Regions from separate parts of the Ovis aries genome. Here region 2 is linked to region 1. Evidence: chromatin contacts called from public Hi-C data. All regions are on one chromosome and are shown on one strand. The core of a region is the stretch at or near the end of the contact, and the rest is flanking DNA. Distances in the headings are between cores, read along the strand shown.

What was found. A called contact is a pair of places that touch in the nucleus more often than the background predicts.
Region 2: a Hi-C map of liver shows a contact between it and region 1, with 3 times the contacts expected there. The contact joins two enhancer-like sites. A contact is called at or near these places in 2 of 16 Hi-C or Micro-C datasets (both in liver).

The regions. Positions count from the first base shown.
Region 1 is chr18:45,238,102-45,245,532 of ARS-UI_Ramb_v3.0, forward strand. MIPOL1 (mirror-image polydactyly 1) reads left to right here. Exons shown (of 18, transcript XR_009597113.1): 3 at 48-279; 4 at 1,968-2,100; 5 at 3,355-3,460. Among named protein-coding and RNA genes, the nearest start is that of MIPOL1, 78 kb to the left of the region's middle. Within about 2 kb of position 5,855, at least 2 of the 54 cell types and tissues checked have an H3K27ac peak or open chromatin away from gene starts, as enhancers often do. A contact at or near this core is called in liver, where this site is marked.
Region 2 is chr18:45,396,026-45,403,627 of ARS-UI_Ramb_v3.0, forward strand. All of the region lies in intron 10 of MIPOL1 (mirror-image polydactyly 1), which reads left to right. Among named protein-coding and RNA genes, the nearest start is that of FOXA1, 110 kb to the right of the region's middle. Within about 2 kb of position 3,901, at least 3 of the 54 cell types and tissues checked have an H3K27ac peak or open chromatin away from gene starts, as enhancers often do. A contact at or near this core is called in liver, where this site is marked.

The DNA of each region.
Region 1 (7,431 bases), core at 4,605-7,104:
TATGTAATGATGTTTTAAATATCATGTTTTTATTGTTTTAAATGCAGACATAACCCATAGTTACCTTGAACAAGACACTATAGGCAGAAATAAAAATACCCAGCCAGATGAGCAACTGCCTGTGAATTCTAAGGGAAGCATGCATCAAAAATCCAATGAATTAGTTAATGAAGCTACATATGAGAGCACGGAACTGCCAGAGCAGAGATCAAGGAATTTTCAACTCGTCAGCCCTCATCCAGATGACGAGACAGCTTACTGCACTGCAGGAAAATCCAAGTGAGTGCTAGCAGCCTTAGATTTAGAAAGTAAGAATTGGGAGCACTTTTCCTTCCTGTCTTCTTCCCTCTGTCCCTCGCTTTCTTTTTGATGTGGCCTAAATTTGATGTATGGTTAACTTATTAGAATTTGGGGAGTTTTCTGCTATTTTCATTATGTTAATATAATGTGTCTAAATCACTGAGTGAAAAAGCACAGGATGAGCCTGAATGAAGGTCACGAGGATTTTTTTTTCATTGTTTTGTTTTTGTTTGTTTGGTCCTGAGGTTTTATATTTTGTTGAGTATTGTTTTAAGTGACCTTTCATTAAGGATCTGGAAATAACTATTACATTGATGAAAATGGTATATTTTTCATCAGAACCATGACCTGGCAGCTCCACGAAAAGACAAGCCCAAAGATATGTTTTGCTTTTGGTCAACACTGTTCTTCATTTAAATGAGTTTGACTTCTTTTAGAAGGGTCATCTGCTCTTCCATTTACATTCCTTGATATTTTACATTTTGTAGTTTCTACTCATTCACTTTACCTACCTATTTTATGAAGAGATTTGAATTTGTGACACCTGTGACTTTTGCCTATAAGAGTAAAATACTTTGATAATTAGTCATGTACTATGAAAATATTGCTACATTTAAAGATTCTCAATGACTATAATTATATTGAAATATAAATATTGTATTTTCAGTCTAGACAAAATCATATCTATAGAATAATTTGCAACAGAGTTTTATGTAGGAATACCTGTTTGTACTTACTTAAAAATTATAAAATAGGTATGCTAATGAATATTGATATATAATGAAGTAGATATGTTAATATGTTCCACCCTCTTGGCAGTCAGTTACAGTCTGATGAAAGTGCAGATTGGAGTATATTTTGGGGGAGTAGGGATGAATGAAGAGGTGATAAACTTTATAACCACATAGGAAAGATAAATAGTAGAGACTGGGCTAAAGTCATCTACTTTTTCCTTCCCGTCCTTTATAGTTCTTGCTAACAAGTTAATTATTGTTCTCAAATAGTATACACATTGTCAAAAATTTATTTTGCTTATCCCTAAGTATTACAGGAATAGGTTTTCATTTTTAATATGCTGTGATTTTAATAATGAAAATATGTTATTCTGTCATTTATAATGAAAAATTATTTGTTGTTCCCAGTTTCAGAAAAGTAAGAATATATCTGCAGTCCTAACCAAAAGTACAAATTGAATTAATATTCATAACCCCTTAAGAACTGAATTCTTTAATTGTACTGAACCATGTGTCTCTATGGTGGTGGTGGTTTAGTCGCTAAGTTTTGTCCAACTCTTGCAACCCCACACACTAGTCCTCCAGGCTGTGGGATTTCCCAGGCAAGAGTACTGCAGTGGTTTGGCATTTCCTTCTCCCCGGGATCTTCCTGACCCAGGGATCAAACCTGGGTCTCCTGCATGAATCTCTATAGTTATTACCAGTGTTTTTCATAGATTTAACTCTTCCTTGTGAAATTGGTATATTAGTACCTCTGTGAATTTGTGATGTTTATGCTTTTTCATCCATAGTATTTTCTTAAGATAAATTTTAAATTAAGTAATTTTACATGTTTATTATTAAACTTGTTTCCCCTGTTTGAAGTATAAAATGTATAGATCCTGTAGAGTGGAAATTATGTGTATATTGTTTTAATAGTTTTCTTCATTACAGCATCATGGACCACAGAAATGATTTGCATTGCGAATGTACGAATCCTTGTCAGGTTACTTCAGATTTAAGTAAAGAAGAGACAATAGCATTGCTTCTAAAAGAATTGAACATTCTCAAAGCAAGCAATAAAAAGGTACAGTATAGAAAGTCTGATAATTGTAGAGCATATTTTTAGTTATTGACCTTCTAAGTTTGCTTTGTCACTCATCATAATTCAGTTTTATTGTATACTTTAATCCTGTAACAGTAGCTTTATGCCGTTGCCATACCATGCCATTCAGGGTATGATTGAATTGAGACATGGGCTATGAAAAGCAATTTCTTTTGTTTCCTGCCTTGGTGGCTTGCAGTATCACTCGCTTTTTCATAATCTGTAGTACTTTGCATAGGTGCCTATAAAATTCAAGTTTTACTTCATTGGTTTCATGTAACTTTCTTAACTTTTTTTCTTTATAGTATCTGTGCCCTGTATTTCACCTCAGTACTATATGTAAACTTTAAAGTAGCAAGGCTTGGAAATATTGTCATGTACCTTGTGTTATCTTATATTGCTGTATTTTGTCCAATCTAATTTGTCATGTCACTTCTGACTCTTTTTCTAGTTACATTCCTTTGAGCTTTAAGTAATGTTATTAAATAATGTTCATTTTCTCTGCTTGCTGTTTTTTTTTAACTTCTATATACTCTTCTGATTATAATATTCTATTTGTTTGACCTAATCAAACTGAAACATGATGTTAGGAGTGTCGATCATGTCTGATGGAAAACAACACAAACGACAAAAGCTGAGGGAGAAATTAAAAATAAAACATTTGGAAGGACTCCATACGAAAGCATGAGCTATTTTCTGTACTTTCATCTAGCAGTTATTTATTACATACCGATTATGAATCAGGTGCCAGTGCCAATTTAAATGGAAGTTGATGGCATAGCATTCTCAAAGGGAGACTTGTATCAAATATTAAGATTATTATCTTAATTAATTTTGTTTCAAAATCTTAGCCTTACTAAGAGAAGCTGTAATTTGTGCCATCCTTTATTTTATTACAATGGTCCCTTCCAAGCTTTTTGCTTTAAGACAAAGAATTTATCAGATTGCTTTTTGTTGCAGTATATTTAATAATAATAATATTCCTTCTTTAATTTCATTTGCCTATTAAGTATATATATTAAAATGTTTTTATAATTTTATGTCATTTCAGGTAATTATTATTTTGTAAATTATCTTAAAACAATAAAGATTGTTTTTTCCCAAGAGTTACACATTCATCAAGTTAATATGTTATTCCATAAGGGTTTAGAGAAAGTAAAAATTAACACTGGGATTAATTATATTTATGCAAGAGATATATTCGTAAGAATCCATGTTTTATTCAATGTTTTTTAGCTTCAAGAGAAACTGAGTAAAGAGGATAAAGAACACAGAAAATTGAAGCTTAAACTGGAACTCCAAGAAAAAGCAACAGAAGCTCAAATTGCTGAAAAGACAGCAGGTATCGCATATGAGTATTAACATATGGCATTAAAAATCATATGCAAAGCTGTTATCTGATGTGGCTTGGTGAATACTAGCATGCTAACTTATTTGCCAAAGGAGGGAAAGCTCTGGCTCTTTTTTTTTTTTTTTTTGGCTGCTTAGAAAATAGGTGGCTTTAACATCCTGGTACTGGTATTAGTGAGAGCTTTACCTGTATTCATACTGATTTGGGCATTAAATGCATTGTTAACACCATGTCAATCCAATCACAAAAAGGTTGTTTGTTTTGTTGGAAGGGCCTGAACAAACAAGGGGAAATAATGATTACCAGTGCCTCTACCTTTCATCCCAGCAGTTCAGATACCACTTATTGTTTTAGCTTGTTGAGAGGAAATACTTCTTTGTATGAAGATAGTCATATATTCATTGCCAGTGGAAACCTACATTTGATTCAAAAATCTGTTTTGTGAAGTTAATTTTCATCTGATGACATGGATGATGATGAAGATAATGTCTTCCCTGAAAAGATTAAAGTAAAGGATTGCCTGAGTTTAAAATTATAAATGACTGCCTAAAATATGTTTTGGAGTCTATGTTCATTCACAAGCCTTTGTAAGGAGAAAATTTTAAAAATGTATCTGTGATGTGTTACAGATATGGTCAAGTATCTCTGATGGATTCTTTCTCTTGCTTTCTCTCCTTCCCTAAATCACTGTATAAATCACTTAACCTGGTTGCCTTATATGAAAGAATTCTGGTGTTTTAGGTCAGATACAAATTAATAGGTATAATATGTCTTTAAAACATTACTGTGCAAAGTAGAACATCACTAAGAAAATATAACAAAGATGTTGAGAAATAAGTATTCCAGCCAAATACCAGATATTTGTTTTTCGATTAATGTTAAACTACTATGAATTTTCTGTTTCTTTTTTAGTGGGAAAATATGAAAGTAATGTATTTTAAGGAAAATTAACAGTATGTTAAAATGGGTAGTTCAAATATAAATTTAGAACACTTAAGTTTTTGGCTTTTTATAATCAAATATGTGTACTAATTGCTGGAATGGTATTATAAGAAGTACATCTGTTTTTAGTGTTTGCATTATAATTTAAGTTTGTATATGTCTTTCAGATATAATTTATTAAGGTTTAGGCCATTGTGATTTATTGAAAATCATGAATTAATATGTCTACATAGCTCATTTATCTCTTGGAGGGGAAAACTGATTAAGCATTAATATTCACTCTTTAAACTTTTGTATAGTATAGCTAATCGTATACTTTAAATATTTATTTATTGGTATATATTTAAGGGTTCCCTATGACTAAACAGTATGAATCATGCCTGCATAAGATGGAAAGAATTTGATTGCTTTATCATTCTTGTTAATCAAATTTTCTCATTAATGACAAAATACTTTAATGTTGAATGTTTGAAAGATGTTTAGTATATTTCTATAACATCCTAAGTTGATGAAAATGAAAGTGCTATATAGTTTCTCTGGAGCTAACTAATACTGTTTTAAATCAAAATATTCTATATTAAAAGAATGCTAAAACATCTGGACATTGAAAATTGAAAATAGGATACAAAAATGTACATCTATAGTTTTTTTCAAATAAAATTATAATTAAAATATGTGATATTCTCAGGAAATAGCCATTTTCTTTAAGTATATGATTTGTAAATATTTGTATAAATAAGAATATTTGTATCAGTATTAGTTATGATAGCAATAAATTCAGGTACATTTATGGTATGAGACATCATGCAATAATTTAAAACCATTTATGAAGAATATTTAATGATATGAGAAAAACTTTGTGACTCAAAGTTAAATGAAAATTAGGGGGAAGCTGTATTCTTGATATAATTTTTGTTAAAAAACTGTATGTACATATATGTAATATAACATTAGAGTCAAATTTTGGTTTGGTGAATGGATGTGTAAGTGCTTCAGTTACCAGTTTTCTGCCTTTTTGGGTTTTTTGCAGTGAGTGTGTAGTATTAGAAATAGTAAATGTTACTTTTAAAAGATGTGATTTTTTTGTTGTTACTTGCTCTCTAATCTTAAAATCATTCCTGCGATAGGTTTGACACATAAAGATTATATAAACCAAAATTCTGTGAAGTCCATGTAATGGCTTTGATCAAATCTTGCCATTTTACCTATGTTGTTTTTCTTGTCTTTCTGAATTTCCCCTTATTTATTTTTTTGTTTCTATTATGTAACTTATATGTATTAGTTCATCTTATCTCCCCCCAGTTGATTGTATGATTCATAAGAATAAGAATCATGTATAATCAAAACCATATAAAAACAAACGTTCCCAGTACTCTGTGAGACAGATTGAAGCAATGGGAAGACTATAAGCTTTGAAATCAGATGGACTAAGGTTCAAATCACAGCTTTGACCCTTAATACCAACCATGTGCCTTTGGGCAAGTTACTTATTAGCCTCTCCCGGTTTACTTTCTCCCATGTCAGATGTAAATATTAACTAATTTACCAGATTATTTTAAGGATTAGAGATAATGTATAGAAGCACCTAGGGTATAACTGGTACTCAGTAAATTGTAGCTAATATTAATATTTGGTTACTATTATCTTTATGAAATTCTTAAACCTTTGATAATGTCAAGTCATGATAATATTTTTATTCTGTTTAGCTTTCAGTTAGAATTTATAGTTTACTGTTAATAGATTTTAAGAGGTAAATAAAGAGAAAAGTGAAAGAAGAAGGTTTGGAAACCAGGATTGGATGATGAGAAAAATTCCCGAAAAATATATTATCACTAATACATTTTACTTAAATATGGATCTGATGAAATAGGATGCACAAGGTTTGGGTTTTAATCTGATATATACTTATAGTAAACCTTCATGTAGACTGTTACTGTTTCCTTTGCTTCTCTGTTAGTTTTTAATGTGAATAATGTATTATCATTGTAAAGTGATTTCATGAGTTTGAAATGCAGTTGTATCCTGTATCTTGATAAAATCTCAAATGGTTGACTTTTTACCTTCCCCTTCTTTTTTGACATCGGCAGCAGAGCATCACCACCATTGAAACTTTTCGTAGGCATTTAATTGGAACTATGCTGACTTCTTTAAAAGTTAAACAAGAAATATTTATTGAAGGGTTTGTATATACTAGACACTGTGCTAGGCACTAAATATGCATCAGCAAATAAGACAGGTTTGGTATTTCAGACATGTCTTTTTGTTTGCAGTCACTTCTTATTCATAATACGTCATTGTAGTCGATGGTGGTAAATGCTTACTTAGACTTTGGATTCAGACCTTTGTTCTAATCTTTTTACTACTTATCATGTGTAAGTGACAGCCTCACTAAGATTTGGTTAAAACCTACTTAATAGGTTGCTGTGACATTTAAGTGAAATAATGTTTATGAAGTAGTTAACCCATTAGAAAGCACTCAATAAGTGGTAATTATGATGATAAGGAGATGATATTAGCATCTTGTTTCCTTAAGACTTCTTGATCTAATAGGGGGCATATCAAGTGTAGCTAATATAAGTATTTCATAGTTACTTATATATAGTTTTGTTTTTTATATTCCTTGTTTAAAATATATATTTTATTTACTTCATCTTATCCACATAGATTTTTGTTTGCCCTGACTTTTCAGAATTAACTTTGTCTGGAAAGTTTGAAAATATGAAAATTTTAAAAATCTCTACCAAAAAGAAAATAAAGGAAAATATATGCTACGTAGGTCTTACTGTGTTTTAATTCATTAAATTATACATGTGAATAATATGATGTAAATTATTGGCATGTATGACCTTCAGATACTAGGAGATATTTCAGAGAAGCACAACTGAAACATTGTCCTTTAAGTAAGTATCTTTTCTTATCTAAATAAAAGTGATTAAATCACAAACACTTCAAAATTTCATTTACTTAAATTGAGTTTGACAGAGAGTACTGTATTACCTTATTTGCATCCACTTAATTTA
Region 2 (7,602 bases), core at 2,651-5,150, 160 kb after region 1:
ATATTAGAATTGAATCCCTTAATGGCATCACATCATATGTTTTGGTTTCAGAAGTTAGTTGTCTGGTAAAGTGTAATTGATGCTATTTATCATACATTATAATATGCAATTATGTATCAGAGCTGGCAAAAAAAAATATTCTAAATTTCTAGGTAAGGTACTCATCTATTTAGGGAAGTAACCCAATTTACTTTTTTGCATTTACATGAGTCATTGGTCACCTGTGCAAATTTTAAGTTTATTCCAGTGAGTTTTTTGTGACCATTTAAAAGTGAGGCCCATGACATGCGCCTGCTGGCCTGCCCCTAATTCTTGTCTGATCTGCATCCCTGGCCAAATTCTGAGAAGTAGGGCAATACCATTATATCACATAATATATATCAAAATGAATATAGACATATTTTCAAGAGACATAAACAGAAATACTAATTTTAAAGCATACATATTCTATGCCATCTTTCCAAACTTTAGTATGTAGAGCTTAGCAATGTAAAAATGAACTCCTTTTAAAGTTGGAAATAGTGCCTTACAGTTGGAGTATAAGTCCATCTAGTCAAGGCTGTGGTTTTTCCAGTGGACATGTATGGATGTGAGAGTTGGACTATAAAGAAAGCTGAGCACCGAAGAATTGATGCTTTTGAACTGTGGTGTTGGAGAAGACTCTTAAGAGTCCCTTGGACTGCAAGGAGGTCCAACCAGTCCATCCTAAAGGAGATCAGTCCTGGGTGTTCATTGGAAGGACTGATGTTGAAGCTGAAACTCCAATACTTTGGCCACCTGATGTGAAGAGCTGACTCATTTGAAGACCGTGATGCTGGGAAAGATTGAGGGCCGAAGGAGAAGGGGACAACAGAGGATAAGATGGTTGGATGGCATCACCGACTCAATGGGCATGGATTTGGGTAGACTCCAGAAGGTGGTGATGGACAGGGAGGCCTGGCGTGCTGCACCTCCTGGGGTCGCAAAGAGTCGGACACAACTGAGCGACTGAACTGAACTGAATAGTGCCTTACTCTCTCAAAGCACCATGTTATTAAAGACCTCCTAGAAAGGGTTTTAGGAAAGATTCAGAAACCTTTCTTTCATATAATTGGTTCATCTAATAATATCTTAAAAAATTAACTTCATATGTCACTGATAGTAGGTGGCTATTTCTGTTCTATGCACTAGCCATGTCAGGCCAAAAAAAATGTATGAACATTCCTTTCAGACCACCACAAAGTAAAGTAAACAGGTCATCCAGGTATTGTTAAACCCAGTGTTTCCACCTCAAATCTGGCACATTCGTAAAATTTTTTCATTCTGAAAGCTTAACTTTAAACTTTTTTGCTTTCACACTTGTTTTTAATTTTCAATTTTAATCCTTTTGATGTAGGATGCCTCTTAAAAGGCCATTAATTTAATACAATGCTTTGAGTCACAGGTTCTTATTTGATACTTAGGAGAATAATTTGTGGCTTTCTGTAGTTAGACTATTAAAATTCATACTTTGTAAAACAGTATTTGGTAGTAAATTTAGTGTTAAATTTTTAGATGAAATGAGCCTCATTTCTAGAAAGAGTCTAAACAGTTATCAATATTCCAATGAAATTTAAACCTGAAAAGATTTCTTCCAAATTTAAAAAAGTTGTCAGGTTTGTTTGTTTGTTTTTGCCCAACCACAAGTTAGAGTAAGTGAAACAGGAGGGCCTAAGAATTCAGAAATTAAAAAGGTAAAGGTGTAAAACTCAACCTTTATTGTGTTGAATAGAAAGCAAAAATCCAAATGCCTTCTGATTTTTACAGGGCATGTAGCAACTCTGTAGCAACAGAAACTTTATAACATTTCCTGATGACAGAAGCCTACAATGAGTTTTGAAAAAGTCTGGTGCAGTGTTTAGTAAAATGCAGAGGCTAGGTTGTTTTATGCTTTGAGTTGGCATTTTGCCGAGAAGAGAAGAGAAGTTGGTGATTTGTTTTCCCCTCTTATGTTTAAGTAACAGAGTACTGATTAAAATGAGCATTTTTTCATATTCTCATTTGGTCTTTTTCTGAGCAGGATACCCAGTAAAATGAAATCCAGATGCTTTTACACCTACATACTGTATTGCTGAGCAAATCATTTATGGAAGAGAAGGCAAGATAAAGTTGCTTTTAAGAGTCCTTTAGCATATCAGTTTGATAACTAGCAAAACACCTCTACTGCCATTAAATATTTACCAAGACTCAGCTTTGGGCAGGGAGGCAGTTTGGTGCAACAAATTTGACTCTGTGCAATGCCATTGATTAGCTATCAGAAGGACATAGTTAATAAATAACTTTAGGTATTACAGAGCACTCTACATTCTTGTCAAATATTTTCTCTGAAGATGACCTAAAAAAAAGTCAGTTACAACCAGCATTCACCCCAGCGATGATTGCACAAGCACAACTATGAAAGAAAGAAAGGCCAGGCAAATCAGTTGAGCAGTAAGTACTTAGGCAATCTTTCCTAGTGACTGTTGTCATTGCCGCTGGACTTTAGAACTGAACATGTTTACATTTAATTAGAAAGGACACACAGTTTACAGCACAGTAGCTATCAATATCGGATCAGAATTGATTTCCGCTTTCTCCCCAGTGATTGCTTCCTTCAAGCTAATTAAAAAAGGCATATAACCAAAATGACTCACATAAATTTTAAAGCAAAGTAAACAATATTTCCTGGAGACCAAAACAAAAGTAAATGACATTCAACCTGATTATTAGCTACATTTTTTTTAAAGAATTCTGATGCCTATAAATGTGATATAAGGCACGTTTAGTGTTTTTCAGCCTGCTGATAAATCACATATTCCCTTCTGAAGAAACCTGAATGAGTGCTTTACTGAGTTCTTTAGCTCTCAAAGAACAATAACCTTACTTTTATCTTTATAATCCCTAAGACATATAGATAAGGCGGTCGGATAGAAGCTTGCACTGATTTTATTCATGTCTTCAATTTTCACATATTATACAGAGAAACTGCTACAAATATAACAATAATTATCAAATTGATTTCCTTTTAAATAAGTTATATAGAGCACATGTGTAATTTGCTAAAATTAAGGGAATCATTCTGGTATATGTGAGTGTATGTAGTATGTACACACCTAGAAATGTCCGACTCTTTATGACCATGCCCACCAGGCTCCTCTGCCCATGGAATTTCCTAGGCAAAAATACTGGAGTGGGTTGCCACTTCCTACTCCAGGGAATCTTCCCAACCCAGGGATAGAACCCACATCTTTTGTGTCTCCTGCATTACCGGGCATATTCTTTACCACTGCACCACCTGGGAAGCCCTGTATGTGAATAACACATAGCCAAAATTATCAGCAAAATTATGAAAAAAGATATTTTCTTATAACTCTATTCATTATAAAGGGAACTCTTAAATTTCACAAGCTAACATTTGTTGATTATGCTATATTATGGTAAAAATTGATTTCAAAATTAAAGATATAAAAGAAAGTAAGGGAGACAGAACGATTACCCACCGGAAGAACTGTGTTACAGCCCTCCTTCTTTTTCTATGCATCTGCCTTATAATCCCTCATCTAGAATGCAAGGCCGTCAAGATGTAAGGAAACGCAGAATGATTCAGATTAGAAGCAGGCCTTAAGCAACATTCATTAGTCAGTTTGCAAATATTAAGCAGTTCTTCCAGGCACTAAAGATAAAGGTAGTGAGCAAAATCTCTGTATGATCAGACATTTTTATCTGCTTTGGTTACTATTATATCCCCAAGCTTTTAATGTATACTCAGTACTCTATATGTTTAGTTGCTCAATAAGTATTTATTAAATGAATGACTCCTTTCAGACATTATTTCATTACGAGCAAATATTCACTCATCCACCAGAGGGGAGTCCAGTAGCACTTGTATCTAGTATTCCAGGAAAACTGCTGAAATCCACAGCAGTACCATGGTAGATGAGAGTCAAGGTGAAATCCCCCTCCAGAGGAGAATAATTCGTGGGAGCTATTTTTGCTTGCTTTTCTTTCTTTCATTTTCTTTTTAAATCTTAGGCTTTTTCTTATTGTTAGTGTTCACAAAGCAATCAACCTGGAAGCCGCATTGCTTAACTATAGACCAGTACGTATCCATAACTTAGATTCTGCAGGGCACACACCAATCACAGAGATTCGAGTCAGCCATTAAAACATTAAAAAAAAAAAATTAAGAACCACATGAAGCAGACCGTCAGTTCCACAAATATTTATTAAATCCTTTTCTGGGCACTAGAGATCAAATGGTAGGCTGCAGTCCATGGGGTCGCCAAGAATCGGACACGACTGAGTGACTTCACTTTCACTTTTCACTTTCATGCATTGGAGAAGGAAATGGCAACCCACTCTGCTGTTCTTGCCTGGAGAATCCCAGGGACGGGGGAGCCTGGTGGGCTGCTATCTATGGGGTCACACAGAGTCGGACACGACTGAAGTGACTTAGCAGCAGCAGCAGCAGAGATCAAATGGTGGGGGGGAAAAAATTGCTTCACAGCTATCCAGTTGAAAGGTCAGAGTACTATAGGAACACGTGAGAGGATCAGCTAATCTGGACAACAGGTCAGATTTCTTAGAGAAACTCATATCCATGCTGAGATCTAAAGGATGAGTAGGGGCTAGATAAGTAACAGAGAATAAGGTCAGTGTTCTGGGAGATATGAAAGCTGTTCATTCTGGCCTGGAGTGTAGAGATTAAATAGGTGAATAATGAGAAATGAGCTAGAAAGAGAGGCATGAGGAGCTTTGTAAGTGATGCTTAAGGAATTTGGACTTTACCCTCAGAGCAGTGAGGAGTCATTGAAGAGTTTTAATCCATGTAGTCACACATTCACATTTGTGCTTTAGAAAACTCACTCAAGGCAAAGAACAAGTGAAGACTACTGCAGTAATCCACTTAAGAAAATAATGGCAGACACTCTAAATTTATGATAATGGTAATGGGGCTAGAAAGAAATACTGGAAAGATACAAGGGAGATTTAAGTTTAAATCAAAAGGATTGATTAGATTGTATGTGAGAAATAGATGTCAAGGATGATGCATAGGTTTTGAGCATGAACACTAGCAGTACCCAGTGAGAAGACAGGGAAAGAAAGGGCTGATTTGTAGAGGAATATAAAATGAGATCATGAGTTTAGTTTTTAGATATACTGAGTTGTAGATATTTGTAGGATGGCCAAGTGAAGATGTCTACTAGGTGCTTGTGTAGATCTGCTGCTGAGGATAGAAATCTGAGTTGGAGAGAAAGACTTCTGAGTTGGGAGTCATTAGCGAAATAAATGATTGAGTGAAACCATGGGACTGAGTTAAAATCAAGGGAGAGGGTCTAGAAGTGAGAAGACAACAACAGTTAAAAGTTGGGTAAAGAAAAAGAAGCTCCCAGAGGAGATTAAGAAGTGTCAAGAAATACTTTTGATGAAGCAGAAAAGCCAAAATGTATTTTTATAGAAAGCATTTTCAGAAAGAATTGGCTTCTAATAGATAGTAAAACATAGAGATTGAAAAATGAGCAACATCATCGTTGGAGCAGCTGTGGATAGAGCAGATAGCAGAGCTTTGAATAGAATTTGAGGTGAAGATAGCAAGCACAGACAGTTTGATTCTAAATGAGATGATCCCAAAGTAAGTCCAAGAAAAATCTCATCTTTTAGACCAGACTAGCATACCTTTGAACTTAGTCAGAATCTCTGGTAGAAAACAGAACAAAGCAAAAAACTTCATAAATGGAATATCTGAGCCAAGGAAAATAAAGAAAATGTGAGTTCTAGAACTTTATTTCCCAGATTTGAAAAGAAATGAAATCACTCAGTCGTGTCCAACTCTTTGCTACCACATGGACTGTAGCCTACGAGGCTCCTCCATCCATGGGATTTTCCAGGCAAGAACACAGGAGTGGATTGCCATTCTTTCTCCAGAGGATCTTCCCAACTCAGAGATTGAACCCGCGTTTCCCACATTGCAGGCAGACGCTTTACTGTCTGAGCCACCAGGGAAGCCTCAATATAATTCCATGCCCTTGAAATTCCACTCAGAGAAGAAGCAAGGTGCATCTTAGCAGTTAGAGGCTGTTTGTCATATAAGGTAATGAAGAGACACAAAACACACCCTACCCAGACTAGAGCAATTGTTTTAAAAGGTAAATCTTGTTCCCCTCTCTTTAAAATCCTTCAGGAGTTTCTCATTTGCCTTAGGAAAAGAAGCAAAATCCTCCTTATGTTCTGAAAAGGCCCTCTGATCTAGTCCCAACCACTTGTTCAGTGATACAAACACTGGTTGTAGCTGGGCTTCATTGAGCTCATCAGCCATCCTTATTATATACATAAAGTACAGATAAATAGATAAATATATAATATATCCTTATGTAATAAGAGAAGGAAATGGCAACCCACTCCAGTATTCTTGCCTGGAGAATTTCATGGTCAGAGGAACCTGGTGGGCTACAGTCCATGAGATTGCAAAGAGTCAGACATGACTGAGCGACTAATACTTACTAACTTACTATGTAATAAGATCATCATGTTGTTATGAAGCCTTGGTATATGCTCTTTCCTATGCCTGAAATGTTTCCATCACCTCTCTTCTAGTTAGTGCTACTCTTACCTTTAAATTTCAACTCAAATATCACATCCCTTCCTTGATAGCACTTGCAGTCATTTGAAATGTGTGTTTAGTCACTACTATAGCTCTAGCAAAGTGCCCCAGCACACACTAGTCATTCATTTACATGAGGAGGGGAAGCAGGGCCTGACATGTCACCATGCAGCCGCCCAATTCCAAGTAAAGCAAAGCACATGCTTCCAGTCTGTGTGTACTGACTGAACCCTACTCAACAACTCAATTAAACAAACAACGGTACAGCAACAGCTGTGTATCAAGCACTGTGCCTTTGTAATGGTCTCATAAAATGAATTTATTTAAACTTCATAGCTGAGAGCAGCATCAGTGCTTATCCTAGGCTTTCTATAATGTGAAATAAAACTATATATATAGGACTTAATTTACTTTTCCTAAGGGAGTCATTTAGGATCATTAATAAAATTGAAAAATATTTACCCTATGTAAGAACAGTTGGTCTGCTGTTTTTACATTTTTAGTAGAATGATTTATTCATGCAGATGGTATGGAGCATAGCTTTTCAATAGTTGAACATACTTCTCAGCCATTTGCTAAGAAATAGGCTAGTAAGAGCGTGGCCAGGCTCCTCAAAACCTTTTGTCTAGAACTGACCCTTATGTGGGTGATACTCTTCCTTTGTGACTGTTTGTAGATGGAGTGCCCCATCTCAGTAGAAAGAGGATGACAAATTATGATAGTTGACATTTAACTAGGCCTCCGCACTGTAAGATCACTTAGGTCTGGAGCTGACTGACACCACTCTCCTACATCGTGCAGGGATTTCTTCTACACCATTTCTAACAGCTTAGTTATCTAGTGTCTACATAAATATGGTATCTGATCACAGGTAGGGCTTATCTTACCTGATAAGGTGCTTCGATTTATAACTTAGACATGGCTGAATTCAGGTGTGATTAGGTCTGATTTGGATATTATGCCATGGCTGGCCATGCTTGCCTTTTGTTTATTCCTTTCTCGTG